5 separate regions of the Mus musculus genome follow, and regions 1, 2, 3 and 5 are each linked to region 4. A link is a contact called in public ChIA-PET, HiChIP or PLAC-seq and promoter capture Hi-C data. All regions are on one chromosome and are shown on one strand. Each heading gives the region's core, a stretch centred on a gene start, on an enhancer-like site or on the middle of the called end of the contact. The rest is flanking DNA. Distances are from core to core; before and after follow the strand shown.

The links. ChIA-PET counts read pairs in DNA pulled down with a chosen protein or histone mark. HiChIP or PLAC-seq counts read pairs in DNA pulled down with a chosen protein or histone mark. Capture Hi-C pulls out chosen DNA fragments and counts their contacts.
Region 1: a contact with region 4 is called in an H3K27ac HiChIP or PLAC-seq map of embryonic stem cells, with 6 read pairs. The contact joins the enhancer-like site here to the promoter of Rasa2 in region 4. A contact is called at or near these places in 4 of 39 promoter capture datasets (the 3T3-L1 cell line, the C10 cell line, frontonasal cranial neural crest and 1 more), 2 of 484 Hi-C or Micro-C datasets (embryonic stem cells and nephron progenitors) and 4 of 115 datasets of contacts at active chromatin or transcription factors (cardiomyocytes, embryonic limb bud, embryonic stem cells and 1 more).
Region 2: an RNA polymerase II ChIA-PET map of effector CD8 T cells shows a contact between it and region 4, with 23 read pairs. The contact joins the promoter of Tfdp2 here to the promoter of Rasa2 in region 4. A contact is called at or near these places in 5 of 39 promoter capture datasets (the C10 cell line, the HPC-7 cell line, cranial neural crest and 2 more), 3 of 115 datasets of contacts at active chromatin or transcription factors (effector CD8 T cells, large pre-B cells and memory CD8 T cells) and 1 of 9 other capture datasets (liver).
Region 3: a promoter capture Hi-C map of adipose tissue shows a contact between it and region 4, with 2.4 times the contacts expected there. The contact joins the promoter of Slc25a36 here to the promoter of Rasa2 in region 4. A contact is called at or near these places in 1 of 39 promoter capture datasets (pre-B cells), 1 of 484 Hi-C or Micro-C datasets (nephron progenitors), 3 of 115 datasets of contacts at active chromatin or transcription factors (embryonic stem cells, memory CD8 T cells and trophoblast stem cells) and 1 of 9 other capture datasets (adipose tissue).
Region 5: an H3K4me3 HiChIP or PLAC-seq map of bone marrow-derived macrophages shows a contact between it and region 4, with 3 times the contacts expected there. The contact joins the enhancer-like site here to the promoter of Rasa2 in region 4. A contact is called at or near these places in 9 of 39 promoter capture datasets (the 3T3-L1 cell line, the C10 cell line, the HPC-7 cell line and 5 more), 3 of 115 datasets of contacts at active chromatin or transcription factors (bone marrow-derived macrophages, embryonic forebrain and large pre-B cells) and 1 of 9 other capture datasets (embryonic stem cells).

Annotation. Positions count from the first base shown.
Region 1 is chr9:96,329,685-96,332,875 of GRCm38.p6, forward strand. It overlaps Atp1b3 (ATPase, Na+/K+ transporting, beta 3 polypeptide), which reads right to left. Exons shown (of 7, transcript NM_007502.5): 7 at 2,971-3,191. Among named protein-coding and RNA genes, the nearest start is that of Atp1b3, 33 kb to the right of the region's middle. Within about 2 kb of position 1,412, at least 7 of the 459 cell types and tissues checked have an H3K27ac peak or open chromatin away from gene starts, as enhancers often do. A contact at or near this core is called in embryonic stem cells, where this site is marked.
Region 2 is chr9:96,194,542-96,197,750 of GRCm38.p6, forward strand. Tfdp2 (transcription factor Dp 2) reads left to right here and starts at 1,734. Exons shown (of 13, transcript NM_001184706.1): 1 at 1,734-2,019.
Region 3 is chr9:97,108,871-97,112,317 of GRCm38.p6, forward strand. Slc25a36 (solute carrier family 25, member 36) reads right to left here and starts at 2,171. Exons shown (of 7, transcript NM_138756.4): 1 at 2,041-2,171. The coding sequence starts at 2,081.
Region 4 is chr9:96,629,690-96,633,117 of GRCm38.p6, forward strand. It overlaps Rasa2 (RAS p21 protein activator 2), which reads right to left and starts at 1,814. Exons shown (of 24, transcript NM_053268.2): 1 at 1,675-1,814. The coding sequence starts at 1,804.
Region 5 is chr9:96,266,084-96,269,129 of GRCm38.p6, forward strand. The region is part of intron 3 of Tfdp2 (transcription factor Dp 2); the gene reads left to right. Among named protein-coding and RNA genes, the nearest start is that of Gm39408, 16 kb to the right of the region's middle. Within about 2 kb of position 1,613, at least 14 of the 459 cell types and tissues checked have an H3K27ac peak or open chromatin away from gene starts, as enhancers often do.

The DNA of each region.
Region 1 (3,191 bases), core at 162-2,661, 300 kb before region 4:
CTTTCAGTGCCAGGCATCCCCGCAAGGCTTGGATCCAAACACCTGAAGGAAACTACTTTGAATCCTAGTAGAGCCTTCTGGGTAGGACTAAGCACACAGATAGGTGCCTGCTCCAAAAAACAGAAAAAACCTGGAAGCCCAAGTAGTCAAAGGGGGATTACAGTAATTTTGTAACCAATATAAAACTTTCCAGCTCCTAGACCCACATAGAAAACAGCTTGGAACTCTTTTTAAAAGTACCCCCAATTTTTCCTTTCATTAGGAATATTACACTGTTTCAAAATACCACGATTCAATCAACTAACGGACACCAAACCTTCTCCATCTCCTGTCCAGTTGGGCTAAGTGCTGGGCTCAGTGACTGAAGTGCAAGCTGACTGGGTCATCCTTTTCTGTGGTCTGAGGGAACAGCCTGCAGAGGAGGCTGCTGGATCAATCATACCACGCCAGAGAGCGAAATGCACAGACAACATTGTGTATATCCTACATTCTGAGGAAAGCCTGGAGCAGATGCCAATTGGCCTATGGCTCCCATTCCCGGTCCACCTTATTATCCACAGAACACAGACTCAACTACCCTACACTCCTAAATCCACCTCATTACCCACAGGACATAGACCCAGCTCATTCTGCCTCCCAAAACATTTCCACAATAGATCCAGAGGGACATTTGGAATGACCTGTTCCTGAGCACCACCTCTGCCCATACCCAGCGCTGCCATCTGTGTAACCGAGCTAACTCCTAGGCCCTCTCTTGTTCCCTTTGGGTTAATGAACTCGAATAGGCTGTGTCCTTTCACTCAGTATGCTTCAAGTTAAGCAGGCACTCCTAAGTTCAGCAGATGAAAAAACAAAAAAACAAAACAACCTGAAGACTTGAGGTCAGCTGAAGTCACATGGCAGGACTGGACCAAGTCCAAAAACTGAACCAGAAAGAAAACCAGTTAAGACTTAGGATCTATGCCCCAAGTCTTCAAAATCCACCTCGAGATGACAGCTTTGCTCTCGGTTACAGATCTACTCTGCTTTAAACTTTTTAACTTTAGACGTTTTGTCACGTATGTGCATGGCGTCTGAGGAGACCAGAAGAGGATAGAAGGATGCCCTCTGGCAGTGGAGTTGTGAACCACTTTGTGGGTGGTTCTGGGAGGTCCCCGCTGCTCTCTGCTGCCTGTCTCTCCAGCTCCTGCACTCACTCACTAGCTCCGAGACTGCAGCCCCATGTATCTGGGGTCAAATCCCGTGCCTCATACATACTCGGCAAGCCCTGACCTAACATCCCCAGGCCTTAGGCTTTAGTTAAGTTCACAACTATTTAATGAAATGGTGCCTGAGCCAAACCTGCCGACTCAGGATCTGCCCTACTGTCGGCACCGCTCGGTTGCAGGCCTGCCGTTCCTACTCCGCAGACCAGGACAGCCTGGTCTCACAGAACTGTTGCTCAGGGTGATGTCTGGTACGTGTGCCAGGCTACAAATTATCCATCCTTACTTTACTTTCTCAATATGAACTGGGAAGCCGAGGCAGGATGGCTGTGGTGGCTTGAGTAATGGCCCCAGAGGCTCATATATATAAATGCTTAGTCGCCAGGGAGTGGCACTGAGAGGATCAGGTGTGGCCTTCTTAGAAGAAATTGTCACTGAGGGTGGACTTGGAGGTTTCAAAGGCCATGCCACTCCATGTTTCCTTCTGCCCGCAGATCAGGGTGTGACGTCACTGCTTCAGTGCCTGCCCGCTGCTTTCCACCAGAGCACCTCTGTAACTATAAGCAAGCTCCCAAATGAATGTTTTCTCTTGTAACAGCTGCCTTGACCATGGTGTCTCTTCCCAGCAACAGAACAGTGACTTAATCCAAGGCCATGTGAAACCACCCAGCAAAATCAAGAGACAGAAAAAGCACAAAGGAAAAGTCCAAGTCCAGGAAAGGTCACCTTTAAATTTTCAGGCATCACGGAGTTTTGTTGATGACAAAGTGGAGAATGTCCACCTCCAAAGTACAGCGGTGCCACCTGGCTGGCAAGGCCACCTAATTCCCTCAGCTTTCCCACATAGCCAACCTGAGACAGTTGGGTTCTTGCCCCACCAGGTCTGGCTTGCAGACCACTGAAAGCCTCAGAATGTGGCTCTGCACCATCCATGATAAAAAACAGCTCTTAGAAAAATGAGGATAGCCGGGCGGTGGTGGCGCACGCCTTTAATCCCAGCACTTGGGAGGCAGAGGAAGGCGGATTTCTGAGTTCAAGGCCAGCCTGGTCTACAAAGTAAGTTCCAGGACAGTGAGGGCTACACAGAGAAGAGAAACCCTGTCTCGGGGGGGGGGGGGGGGGGGGGGAATGAGGGGGCTGGAGAGATGGCTCAGTGGTTAAGAGCACTGTCTGCTCTTCCAGAGGTTCTGAGTTCAAATCCCAGCAACCACATGGTGGTTCACAACCATCTGTAATGAGATCTGATGCCCTCTTCTGGTGTGTCTGAAGACAGCTACAGTGTACTCATATACATAAGTAAACATAAAAAAAAAAGATAATAAATGAGAGATAAAACCATAAATGAGAAGCTGGAGACAGCTCAGTGGTTGAGCTCTCCATCCAAGGATGTAGGCTTAAGAGCAAGTACTTACATGACCGCTCACAACTGCCCTGAGTCACAGGGGGATTCAACACTTCTCTGGCCTCCACACTCACCGGGAGCTCAGGCAGCTCACATACATGCATGCTAACCAACCAAACCAAACCAAACCAAACCAACAAACAAAAAGCTTTCATTCAAACATACATACATACATACATACATACATACATACATACATACATACATACGTGTGAATGAAACCCATGGGTCAAATGGAGGCCCTCTCCTCAGAACAGAAAGGGCTCCAGTTACTACAGTTCCAGCAAGAATCCACCCGAGACGACAAGGACAGTCCAGGGCTCCAGTCAGGATGTGAAAGAAGACTCCATCATGTGTTCCAAGTTTTAAATCAGTTTGAAGTTTTTGTATTTCACAATTTGTTTTTATTAGGGTCCACAGTCTACTAAATAAAAGCACTTAACAAGACAGTTTGAAAAACTATACAATTTATATCTTGGGAATTTCATTCATTCAAAAAACAAAACAACAACAACAACAAAAATCGGTGCACATTCACCTAATTTAAATGCTGTTTCATCCCTGTGTCTAAGATACCCGAATGT
Region 2 (3,209 bases), core at 484-2,983, 440 kb before region 4:
TTGAAGTAAAGACTTATTTCTGTCATGCTGACTTTTTATCCTTAATGCTAGGATTGCTAATTTGTTTGTTTGTTTGTTTGTTTTGAGACAGGGCTTCTCTGTGTATCCTTGGCTGTCCTGGAACCCACTTTGTAGGCTAGGTTGGCCTGAAACTCAGAGGTCTACCTACCTCTGCTTCCCAAGTGCTGGGACTAACGGTGCTCACCACGATTACCTAGCATGCTAAGTATTTATTAAATAAGCTTAACACAATACCTTAACAACGTTTCCTGCGGAAATTAAATAAATCCACATTCACTTGTCAGTGCAAAAGGCAATCATTCAGTTGAGACTTTTGGATTACTGTATGTTTGGAATTTTGGGATTTTACCCATAACAATTGTCTAGAAATAGTCTCCAAATCTTCCAAAGAGAAAGCCAAGGGTGTTTGCTCTTGGCTTCCTCACCTCATTATGCATTTTTTCTGTCTGCTTGCCTTAGTTTCTACCTATGTACATCATCATTTTTTGAGAAAGGATCTCACTGTTATCTATCTATCTATCTATCTATCTATCTATCTATCTATCTAATGTTTTTGAGAAAGGATCTCATGTAGACTCAGTTGGTCTAAACTCCCGACTCTGCCACCCAGACCATGAGCTGACACTCTGGGGCTGGTATTTACATCAATAGCCCCCTCTCAGAGTTGTTTCCCTTATCACACCACTGAATTTTTTTTTAAAGAACTTTAAGAAGCATCTTTCCTACCTCACTGGAACATAAGCTCAATTATGCCAAGAATTTTTGTCTCTTTTGTACACACAGCCCTAGCATCATAAATAGTATTTGGCTCATAGAGCTATGAGGAAATTAAAATGAAAAAGATCAAAGTATTTTAAAGTCGGATTTTCTTATCTTACTTCCAAACGTCCACATTAGCTACAGTTCATACAGGATCCATGCACTTGAAAGGGGGAAACACCTTTTTTTGGAGGGGTGGGGGCAGGGTCAAAGTGTCTAGCCCTGGCTGGCTCAGAACTCACTGTGTTGACTAGGCTGGCCTTAGACTTAAAGAGATATGCTAGTGTCTGCCTCAGGAGTGCTGGGGTTAAAGACATGAGCCACTAAGCCAACCTGAATTTCTTAATAAATGACTGGGTATTTGAGAGTGTGTGCCTCCAACTTTTTCGGTTCAACTTCGAAATTAAGGCATCTGGCCTTAATTTATTGCTACACTTTCCCAGGAATTGAAGCATGACCAACCTCCACAGTGGTCCACGTGTGGCCTCAGGGTCACTTATCCCTCTGCCTTCCGAGTGTTCCTGGAGCAGTGGCCCATCAGAGGTCTATGGTCCAGATGTAAGGACCTAGTTCCGGTTTCTTTCCGAGAGATGGGATGGAAAAGAGAACCATACTTTAGAGCTGAGAGAAGCGAGGTGGTGGGTGGAGGTGAGGAGAGGGGCTGATGTGGTGGAGGGGGAAGGGCGAGCCTGGCTGCCCTCTAGGTGGCAGGGGTCCAGCGGCAGGCAGAGCCTCAGGGCGGCCCCTAGCGGAGAGTGGCTTTGGAGGTCAAAAGACCAGGGCAGGCTCCCGCAAGCCCGCCGCCCACCTCCGCCTCTGGCCCTGGGGGCGAGCCTGGGGGCGGGTTTTGTTTACTCCCTACACGCACTGCGGCCCGGCCAATCCGTGGAGAGCGTCGGCGCGCGTCATGCCAGCCGAGGGCCAATCGGCGCTCACCGTGCTGCTCCGCCGCCAAAGCGAGCGCGGGGGAAGCGGCGCCGCCGCGGCCGTGTCGCTGAGGGCGGACGGCGTCGGGCGCGCTGGGCTGTGCGGCCGTCGCTGCCTGGCACGCGGGGCGCGCCTTGACCCTTCCTGCACTGCAGGCTTCCGACGCGCGCGAAGACCGCGGCTGCGCGGCCGGGAGCTTGCTCCGAGCGGACCTGGCTCTGCCTGAGGAGCGGCGGCTCGCGAAGAAGCGTCTCCCCGGGAGTGGGCCGAGGGCTGTGTGGACCGGCGGCGGCCCCTCTGCACCAAGCTGCGGTAAGGTCCCGGAAAGGGCGCGGGCCTGCGCGCCAGGGGCCTTTGGACCGGGCGTGGCCCCCCGCCGGCCGGCTCTCCCCTGCCCTGTCCCGGGAGTCTCAGCTTGTCCTCAGGATTTCTCTGCAGCGGGGCCAAGCAACCCTGGAATACCTGATGAGGCTCCGGAGCCCGCGGGCTCGCCATCACCCGGGATCAGGAAGGGCAAGGGCTGACTTGGGCTTCTCACTCAGATCTTCTGACTTTCCCTCCTCCCTTCGTGATCCACCATCCTCCAGTCTGTTTCTGCGGGGTGCTTTTGCAGAGTTCCAAAGCTCTCCCTACCTGGAAGACCCCCAGGTTCCCCCAAGAGAACTTTTCCTTTCAAGTAGAGGTTACTTTCTCGGCCCAAGTTCTGGGAGGAATTCTGCACAAGGCCCTGGTTGCTGTGCACAGAGCAGCGGGAAAGTGACTGTGGGCTCCGCCGAGAGGTGGCACAGTGAAGTGCGTGGACACTCACTCGCCCGTGTTCCGGTGCTTTGTGTGGGCTCAGTTTGTTCATCTGTGAGCCACATCTGCCTATGCGAGGACGGGGAGGGTGTTGGGAGAGAGAAAAGGGCTAATCTCCGGAATGCACTTGAAACAAAGCTCACTTCTACTAAATGCATAACGTAACCCTGGATGCTGGAGGAGACTCTGGACCCCATGTTGTTTCACCTTTTCGGCTGAAATCGTTACCAGGCTTGTAGCCTGGCCTAGCAAAATGTTTACTTTGCATTCTTTTTCCATAGCATTCGTTGAAAGTACCTTTGAGCCTTTGGCGACTTCTGTCTTTCCTCCTTTCATCTCAAGGGGCTCCAACCCCTTATCCTGCCTCCTCTAGGCCAGCAGTTCTCAACCTTCCTAATGCTGTGACCTGACCCCAACCATAAAAGCATTTTGTTGCTACTTCATAACTGTAATTTTGCTACTGTTATGAATTGCAATGTAAATATTTAGGTTTTCCGATGGTCTTAGGCAAGAACGACTCCCTTTAGAAAGGGGTCATGACCCACAGGTTAGAAAACACCCCTCTACAGAGCCAGCTGCTGTGTTTCATTTGACTTAGAATTTTTCTGGGTCATTTGTTTTCTGTTCTCCTAATGGTTTGAAGTCATCGTAACTAGGCAGTATGGTTTAAGTCATTAGCCTCTTTTCCACTGTGGCAGAATTCA
Region 3 (3,447 bases), core at 921-3,420, 480 kb after region 4:
ACATCTGTATGTTTTCTGTATTTTGATTAAATGCCCTTTGCTATCACCTAACACTGCTTCTACAGAGTATATGTACATATGGAACCACTATGTACGAATATGAGATGCAATGGGAAGGAGGGGAAGTCACAACACACGTACTTTGCCCCATTTAACATTCTACTACTGTGTGCGTACTAGACTTCTTGAGAAGTGGAAGAAATGAACTGATATTTTTGAATCCCGTACATAATAATTCTCCATTCCAGCTCTCAACTGAAACAAAAAGCCTACATAGAATGGCCTAACTTCACAAGTGTTTATAAACACAGTGATGTCCTAGTACAACTGGAAAAATCCACATTCAGACTAACATTTATATCCTACACATGCATGTGCTTTAACAAAACTTACACACACACATATGCCTGGACAAAGAATAACAAAGGAGCCACGCAAGGGCTCTAGAAGAGACCATTGTCAACTCTGCTCTACAGGAGAAGTGATTAAAGACTTCTATTTCTTAACTCAAAACAAATTAAAATACCAACCTGAACTACATCTATGGTCTTCTAACTTTCAGAAGATCTAACTACAAGTAGAAATCCAACTACAAGATGCTATCCTTACTTTCTCCTACTCCGCCCCCCCCCCCAACACACACACTCGGAGAAAGAGGGGGGAGGAGAGAGGGAAAGAGAGATTAATAAAATGTTCTAAGGGACCAGGCAGTGGTGGCACACACCTTTAATCCCAGCACTTTGGAGGCAGAGACAGGCGGATTTCTGAGTTCGAGGCCAGCCTGGTCTACAGAGTCAGTTCCTGGACAGCCAGGGCTACACAGAGAAACCCTGTCTCGAAAAACAAAAACAAAACAACAGAAAAAAAAATGTTCTAAGGGCCCGAGGATGGAGCCCAGTGGCAGAGAACTTGACTAGCAGGTGCCAAGTACAGGTACTGCAGAAATTAAATTAGCCCTTTACTGGCAGGAAGCATTTTAGAAACACAAAAGGCAAACTGCTCCTCATAAAATTAGTAGTTGCTTTAATGGCAGAATAGTGGACCGTTCAAAATTGGTGAATCATAAATGTTGAATGAAATGTGTGACAACAATGTAAAGTACTGTCATATTGGCAACAGAATCTCCACACATTAACTCAAAGCAAACAACCATGCAAAGAATGCATACATATATGTATGTATCCCTTAAAGTGGCTGATCCAAGAATCAAACCACCAAACTTTAAAATACTACTTTATTCTGTTATATAGGTTAAAAAGTTAATTCACCATAGCGATTTTTTGTGACAACTTTATAGTCTTGCAGGTAAAAGTCTTAACGTTGCTCTATTATTTCTCTAAATAACTGGGAAGGAACATATCGAATGGAGGAACAAACTTGGCTCAGCAAAATGGCTGTAGCTGGGGGATCAGCAAACCAGACTTCGGGCTCCACACTAATCCTGTACACATATATAATGATTTCATTTAGTAGTCGCCTTCTCTCAAACCATCCATACCCCTTCTCCAAAGCAGGCAGTGCTGAAGGGTCGGGGGGGGGGGGGAGGGGGTTGCCTTCCCATCTCAAGAAAAGAAAAGAAAAGAAAAGAAAAGAAAAGAAAAGAAAAGAAAAGAAAAGAAAGAGAGATTGATTGATTTCAAAGTCACTGCCACTTTTGCACCATCTCCCGCAAACCGGGGCAGGCAAGGGAGAGAAAATTTTCCGAAGCTGGAAATAACCTCTGCGCACCGCGGGCGAGCACTGCAACGCCTTCCCCGCCGGCTACGACGCCGGCCAGCAGCAAAGGCGCAGCGGCGGCCGGAAACAAGGTCGCCCGCGAACGTGGGCAACGTGAGGCCCAGTCGTGCGGGACGGGGAGGCCGAGCCTGCTCCCATTTTGTCGCCATGGCCGAGCCTCCTCCGCGAGGTCCGGGTCCGTGTGCCTCCGCTGTCGCGCAGTACCGGACGAGCTAGGCCGCGACTCACGCCCTGCCCCCGCCCAGGCTCGGCGTGGCCTTCGCAGGCCCGTGGCCTCCAGCCCGCGCGCCCCAGCGACCTTACCCCCCGGCAAACAGATGCACCAGCGTGTCCCTCTGGCTCATTCTCTCTTCTGCATGTCCTCCGGGAGTAGAGGCGGGACGCGGACCCAGCAGGCCGCCACGGCCAGCGGCGAGGGCCAAGAAGGGGGACGCAAGGGAGTGGGCGGAGCCGCCGCTGCGGAAGGCCACCCGCGAACCCACCCCACGGGGTTCCTGCTCCAGCGAGCTCCGTCGGACTGCGCAGTGAGAGTCGTGAGGAGTCGGAGGTCCCTACATAAACAGAAGCTCCTATTGGCTTAGGCCGCGTGACGTCACGAGGTTCGCACGCCTCTTTCACGTGATCGCCCAGGGGGCTCTTCAATGAAGGGCCGTGGGGCAGGACGGGAATGCTTGCTGGTGCGTAGTGGGTCGGCTCGCACTCTCATCCGATGCGCTGATCAGCAGGTCGCTCAGCCCTCGCCACTTAACCTGCGCTGGCCGGCTCTTGACGATCTAGGATAAAACCCTAGCGGCCCAGGGCCACAGCAAGTTTTTGGGTTTAGAACTGAGCCTTTCTGTTTCCCCGTGTTTGCCTTGGAAATCACTTGTGCGAATATACTCGCTTGCACTCTCACAAACAGCACGGCATTAAACATGATCATTAAACATAAGCGTTAAATTGGGATCTGTTGTGGAGTGGCGAGATAAATCGGGTTTTTTTGGTTTTTTTTTTTTGTTTGTTTTTTGTTTTTTGGTCAGGAAAGAGATGCAAAATCTCACTTTGAGACCAACCCTGGCTGCTCTCTGGGGCTTGCCCTCCAACTCAGAGACCTGTGCAAGCCTTAGACTCCCAAGTGAAGGGATTAAAGGCGGTCCACACTCTGTGGAACATTCCTGAGATGGAATGCTGACGGAGAATTCCTGACAGGTCTAAGGTAGAGTCACATGAGGGAAAAGTGTTCAATAAAAGGCAAGTAGATTAAAATGTGAAGGTTTACTACAGGAATAAACCAGCTACTTATTTTACTAATCAACACATTTCTTACATGTATATGTTGGACTAGGGAAAGTTTTCTTTCTCTAGAAAATGGCCATTATTTCAATTTTTTGTTAACTGCTTATTTGCAAGGTACAGATGAATCGTCAAAATAAAATAAATAGATATCAATATGCTAATCACACAGAAGGAACAGAAATATATCTCATTATTTCTTTCTCTTCATCCCCCTCCCCCATAAAACTGCCCTTCCATTTGCAGGGGCCCCATCACCCTTTCCAGCCCACATGAAATTTTCCAGAGCCACTTACGGGCACAACTTGACAAAATTCTAACTGCTTTAGCTCTCTCCGTGTTGTCCGGCAACTAAATTCCTACAAAACGTACAGACTGCAAATGTCCATGCCACTGTAAAGGACTGAGTGTGTAAATTACTTAAAGCATTTCAGCAGT
Region 4 (3,428 bases), core at 564-3,063:
TTAATCTGCAGACCCGAATTTCACTTGGAGTGATATTTTTACCACACTGTTCACAGAACCTTTGCTATGCATCAGGTCAAAGCAGAAGGTAACTTACTCCTAAAAACAGCCCAACCCTAAATCTCAACTCCAACAGAGCACACTGTCTTCCCACAACACAATCTGCTTTTATAGATTCGCAAGGCTTCAACAGTGTCTAGCATCAAGTCACAGAAAAATATAAAGTAGTAAAAATTTGAAAAACCTAATTAGTAGGGGAAGAAAATTCTAGTGTATTTGGCTTTTCCCAAACATTACATACATGCAAATATTAACTGTAAGAAAGCTAATTTGTGAAAAGTTTACACCCTAAGAAAGTAACTTAAAATACTGGGAACTTAAGACGCACAAAACACCCACTGCTCTGGTGTAATTTCCCAAGTTTTAATACTTAAAAGTGTCTGAATTGGGAGTCCCAGGATGACGTCAGGGAATTGAAAAGTAACATTTAACATGCTTGCTCCTGGGGTTTTAATAAAATTCCAAATCCTTGAAAGGGGAGTAACATCAAAAACTCAAGTGGGAGAATCCAAAAGAAGCATCGAGATTTAAGAATTAAAGTTTATACTCTGCCAAAGAAAGAGCAGTATCAGCCATTCTAACACAATTGAATTTTCAACATATAAAATATCTCTTATAGCCAGGCATTATTTAGGAGACCGATTTCATTCTGGGGATAAAATAATCTGAATTAAAAAAGGTTTTCAACTAAAGTAACAATAAACTCTACTGATTCGCCAGTCATACAGTGAAAAGGGACCATCTCAATAAGCTGGGGGAAGTCGATCTAATATCAAAGGGTCGTTTTAAAGAGGAAGGATAGCAATGACAAACGAACTGGCCCGTCTCTGAGTAAGAGTCTACACTCATCGGTGCGGCTCTCACAAATGCACGGGAGAGAATCAAGTGGGTTGAGCGCGGACTGGATGACTGAGTTTTGAGACCTGCTCACAGGAAGCCACTACATCCTGCCCCAAGTCACCGTCAGTCACGCCGGCTCTCGATTCAAGTCCCCGCCGCGGCAAGGTGGGGCGGGCACAGGTGTCCCGCCCGAGCTCCCCGGGCGCCCCGCTCGCCCGCGCAGCCTCGCCCACCGGAGCCCCCGCCACCGGCTCCCGCAGTCCCCAGCGCCCGCCTCAACCTCGCACTGGCAGAGGAGCCCCAGGGAGCTCACACCCCCTCCTCAGCCCGCCGCCCGGCCCGGCCCGGCCCGGCCCCGCCCCGCCGCAGCCGGCCTCCCTCCCTCCTCCAGCCGCGCCTCCCTTGTAATTACCACGGGGCTCCCACCTCGGGCCGCTCCCGTCGTCCGCGGCCGCCCGCAGGCCTGCGTCGGAGGGAGGCCGGAAACTCCGCGCGCCCCCGGCCGCGCCCCGGGCTCCCGCGTCCAGGCCGCGCTCCAGGCAGCGCCCCTCGCGCCGCGCCGGTCCGGTCCGCGCGTGCAGGTCCTCACCCCGCTCGCTCCGAGGGGGAGCCCCGACCCGCGCCGGGCAGTCGGTCGACGCGGCGCCTCCCCCCAACACACCCCCATCCAGTCTCACCAGTCCCGGGCGGCCGCCGGTGCCGCCACCCCCGCGCGTGCCCGCCGCCCACCCTCCGCGCCGCCCCGGGGGTCCCCTCAGCCCCGGCCCCGCTTACAGATCCTGCCGCGCAGGCTCTGCAGCACTCGGACCTCACGACTGTCCTCGTCTCCCGTCTCCGGGTCTGCGCTGCCCGAGACGGCCGGCGCCTCGGGAGAAGCCGCCGCAGCAGGCGCTGCCGCCGCCATGGTGCCGCCCGGCCCCTACCCCAGCCCTACCGCCTGCGTAGCCGGGCAAGGCGGAGCCGGAGCGAGGCCTAGGCCGGATCGAGCCTCGCTGTAGCCCCGCCTCGGCCTCGGGCTGACTCGCCCCGCCCCTCGCGCCGTGCCCGCCCTGCATCCGCCTCGCCTTGCCTCCCTGGGCAAGTCGCGAGAGGCGCTCTGAAACCCCCACAAGGAGGAAAACCCTGGCCCTGCTGTGATCCCCAGAACCCTGAGAATTGGACGTCCCCCACGAACGGACCTCTAGGTCCCCAGATGCTCAAGGAAAAGAAAAGTCCCCAGTCAGAATGACTCCAGGTTCCAGGAAAAAGTTTGGCATTTTGGCAAACGTCAAGAGATGTATTAGAGACTCTTCCAGCGGTGTCTAGATGCTCCCGCAGTGCGGCACGTGGGGGACAAACCACATACTCAACCTTTGCTCTGGGAACATTGCTCTGCAAAAAGTTGGGTCAAGAAAAGGACCACAGACTCCGTCCAGTCCTGTCTGAGACCCAGAGAAATTTTGAGTTTATCACCAGTTTTGCATTTCAGAATCGGAACGGTGACCTCTTTCCCACTCCCAGAAGCAGGCTTTTTAGAAAGTAGATTGGCCCTGGGAAGTTTGTAAATCTTCAACTAGTTGTTGCCACTATCTTAAGGGAACTATTTACAGTGAGTAAACTGTGTGGATAACACCCTGGTATGTGAGGAGAGGGATGATTTCCTGGTCCTGAGGTTTAACTGCGCTGCCCTAAGAAGGAAGAAACTGATTTAATAGAGCAGGGTTGTTCTTTGCCAGGTGCTAGAGTCAGCCAGTCAAGGAATGTTTTCAGACATATAGGAATGGCCCTAGGGCAAAAAGACGGGGCAGAAGGCGCCAAGACCATGAGCACCTCAACCTGGAAGGGCACACAGAGAGAAGAAGCAAGTTGTGGAAACAGAGTCAAGGAGAGCCTGCCTGGGAAGAGTGAACAGACGACAAGCAAGCCCAGAAGCCACTTGTGCCAAGGCCAGTCAGGCAGACGGAGTGACCTAAGCTTGCTGGATGTCTTAGGCTACCGAGCAATACTTCCAGTCCAGCTGGTGATGCATGAGGGTGCCCCTTGTCCTGTACCATACAGCCTTGGAGAAAGTGAGCTTACCTCTCCTTCCAGGCATTTTGTTGTTTCAAACAGAAACTCCAAATGGTATTTCCCTTTCTTTCCAAATCAGAGCTCACACACCACAGGCCAGAGACTGGCTTTTTCTATTTTAAAACGTTTAATGCTTTATTGGTATGTCTTACTTATACACAGTCATGGTGTGATACCGTTTTCATACACATGTTTAATGTATGCATAGTATTCAATACCCTCTTCATCGCCGTCCACATCCCCTGCACCCCCTTCCTCTCCTCCCAGCTGGCTTTCTTCCCCTCCAATCCCCTGGAAGGTCAGTGGATGGCTGTTGGGAGGTGGTTCTCCTTTCACCGTGGGTTTCCTAGGGATTAACCCGGCCATCTGGTTTGGTATTAAGAACCTTTAATCACTGAGTCATCACACCAGCAAGACTTTTTTTTTTTTTTTTTAGTTCAATGAGTTTATGAGAGTTGTTTCCAGAAGCATAGACGAGA
Region 5 (3,046 bases), core at 363-2,862, 360 kb before region 4:
AGAATATCATTTAATGCAGATGTGGGTTCTCTCCCCCTTAATATGTTAAAATGAATCTATAGCCTTGTATAATCTAGTCAAGAACTCTGACCATTGAGACACATCCTTTTTCACTTAAAAAAAAGGTTGTGTTTGTTTGTTTGTTTGTTTGTTTGTTTGTTTGTTTGAGCTGGATGTGGTGGTGCACACCTTTAATCCCAGCACTTGGGAGGCATAAGCAGGTGGATCTCTGTGAGTTCAAGGCTAGCCTGGTCTCCATACGAAGTTCCAGGACTACATAATAGACCTTGTCTCAAACAAAACAAAAAAGTATTTTTAAACATTTGTCTTGTATGTTTCTGTCTGTACATGAGCATACTATGCACATGTGTGGAGGTCAGAGAAAAATGTGTTTCCATGGATCAAAATGGGGTTGGCGGGTATTTCAGTCCATCAAAGCATCTTGCTGGCCTCTTACCTTTTAAGGAAGGACCTCAGTAAGTGCTTAGGCAGACCTGCAAACGTCAATCCTTTGGACTCAGAGTCTCTAGTAGCTAGGATTGCAGGCCTTTCACGAGGCCTGGGTATGAATAAGTTTTTGTACACAATAAATTTTGTTGATGTTGATCTATAACAATAAGATTTCTTGCTTTTTGTAGTCTTCTAAAAATACAGGACTGGCAGAAAGGCTCTGTGGGTAAAGGTGTTTGCCACCCAGCCCAGCCTGATGAGTTTTGCTTTCTAGAACCCATGTGGTGGAAGGAGAGAAACAACTGCAAGTTGTCGTCTGATCTCCATGCTTATAGCACTCCTGCAATGAATGTATGTATGTATGTATGTATGTATGTATGTATGTATGTATGTATGTAAAGAACTGTTGCTATAGGAAGCTTCAATGATCTTCCTGTAGTGTAGATCTTCTTGTCAGTGAGGACACAAATAGCCCTCAGAAGTCTGAGTGACCTACTTAGGACACTATGGATCACAGTGATCCCTTTTTTATTTTCTAAGGAGAAGAAATGCCTATGACTCCTAATTCATGGATAATTTTATTCTGTTTTGAACTTATGTCCTAAATTAGAAAATTTTTAGATCCCAACTTTTTAATTTAAGATCTATTTCTAATTATTCTAAACTTTTATAAATAGAAAATCTCTTACTTGAGTGTAAATTAAGAACGATTTATTTGTTTATACAATCTGGATGCCATCTGAGAGGAACTCATAAGCTTTGTGAGATTAATTTCCAATTAAGTTTTGAGCATTTTTACAGCCATAAGTTCTGATCCTGTGGTCACACCCAGCCACCTCCATCTCCTGCAGCCACTCAGTGGCTGTTTGTCTGAGATAAAACGCGCTGCTTTCTGTTCCTTCTCTTCACGGGGCCTAGGAACAAAGCTAACTTGCCACAGAATGGTTAGAGATGGGATGAGCATTGAGACCCTAGAACATGTACAAAGGGATTGGAGACACGGATTACTAAGCAAGCACCTTCTCTTTTATAAAAGTAAATTCAGTGGGGTAGAAAAACTATTATTTTCTTAATTTGAAACACAGTAGTTCTTCCCAATCAGTTGAAGCTCTTTTAAAAACATGAATTTCTACTTAGTTTTTGGCTCAGTAGGTGTCCAGTGGATCCCTGAAATGCATTTTGAATGAGAACTCATGTCACCACTCCCTGTGCAGTGCACAGTGTAACCAGACACATAGGGAAGGACAGTTAGAATGGACTAGGTGAGCCAGGCTGCAAATGATGTACCAAAATAAGTATTAATCAGGCTGATGGAAGAGACATGGAAAATTAAGAATTAAGTATTTCTAAGACTGAATAAGATAATAGAAAAAAGAACAAAATCACGTTTTGACTAAGTATAAAGAATGGAGTGAAGAAGGAGGTACAGCAGACTACTGGTGGGCGAGGCAAGTGTTTGGAGGAGAGTGACTTTACCATGTTAAAGCGAGGACTAGACGTGTGCCTCGTCCTTCTTAATAAACCTTTGTACGTGTACTAGTGGTTTGTAAGAATAGCATGCAATCAGAAATGCAACTGTTAAGGAGTCTGTGACTGTGTGTGAGCGTGCCTGCACCCCTATCCCTGTCTGCGTCTCCATCCGTCGACCCACGTATAATGTGTACTTCAGATTGGAGAACAAAAGTAATCATTATTACTTTGACCTCCTTCATTTTCATACTAAAAAAATTTAAGAGAAAAGGTTTATAAAGTTGACTACTTCCAAAGCAATATGTGGAGAATTAAATATAAAACAAAACCTGTCGAGTATGGTGGCTCATCCTGTAATTCCAGTGCATGGGGAGCTGAGACAGAACTACTGGGCACCAAGGCAAGGCAGGTCTCAAAAAGGAAAGGGAAAGACAGACCTGCTGGCTCACACCTTGTAATCCCATTACTTACGGGGGGCTGAGTGAGGCAGGAGAGTTGCTGGGAGAACAGCCTGGGCTATCTATCTAGTTTTAGGAAAGACTAAACTACGAAATGGGATCCTGTCTCGGGGAAAAACAACACACAGCAAAAACTATAAAATTGGAAAAAACATTTGCTGCAAGCATAACAAAATAATCTTATTCCTTCATTATTTGAAGAGATCCTACAATAAGTGACTAACAACTAGTAGAAAGACAGGAGAATTCTTAGGAAAAATCATTATATAGCTTTTATTTTGTTGGTTGGTTTGAGTTCCCCATGTAGCTGAGAATGGCCTTGAATGCCTGATTGCCGAGATTACAGTGCACTTTCAGATACACACACACACACACACACACACACTCTCTCACACACACTCACACACACACACACACACACACACACTCACACACTCTCACACACACTCACACACACACACACACACTCACACACACACACTCTCACACACACACACACACACACACACTCACACATACTCACACACACACACACACACACACACACACAAACACACAGTGGTAAAAAGTGTAGAAGTTAGGACTTGTAAGAATCTGTTCTACTGTTTTCCTCAGGGGAAACCTGGCTGTATGTGCTTTTATTTGCTAAGTCGTCTTGCTAGTTCATC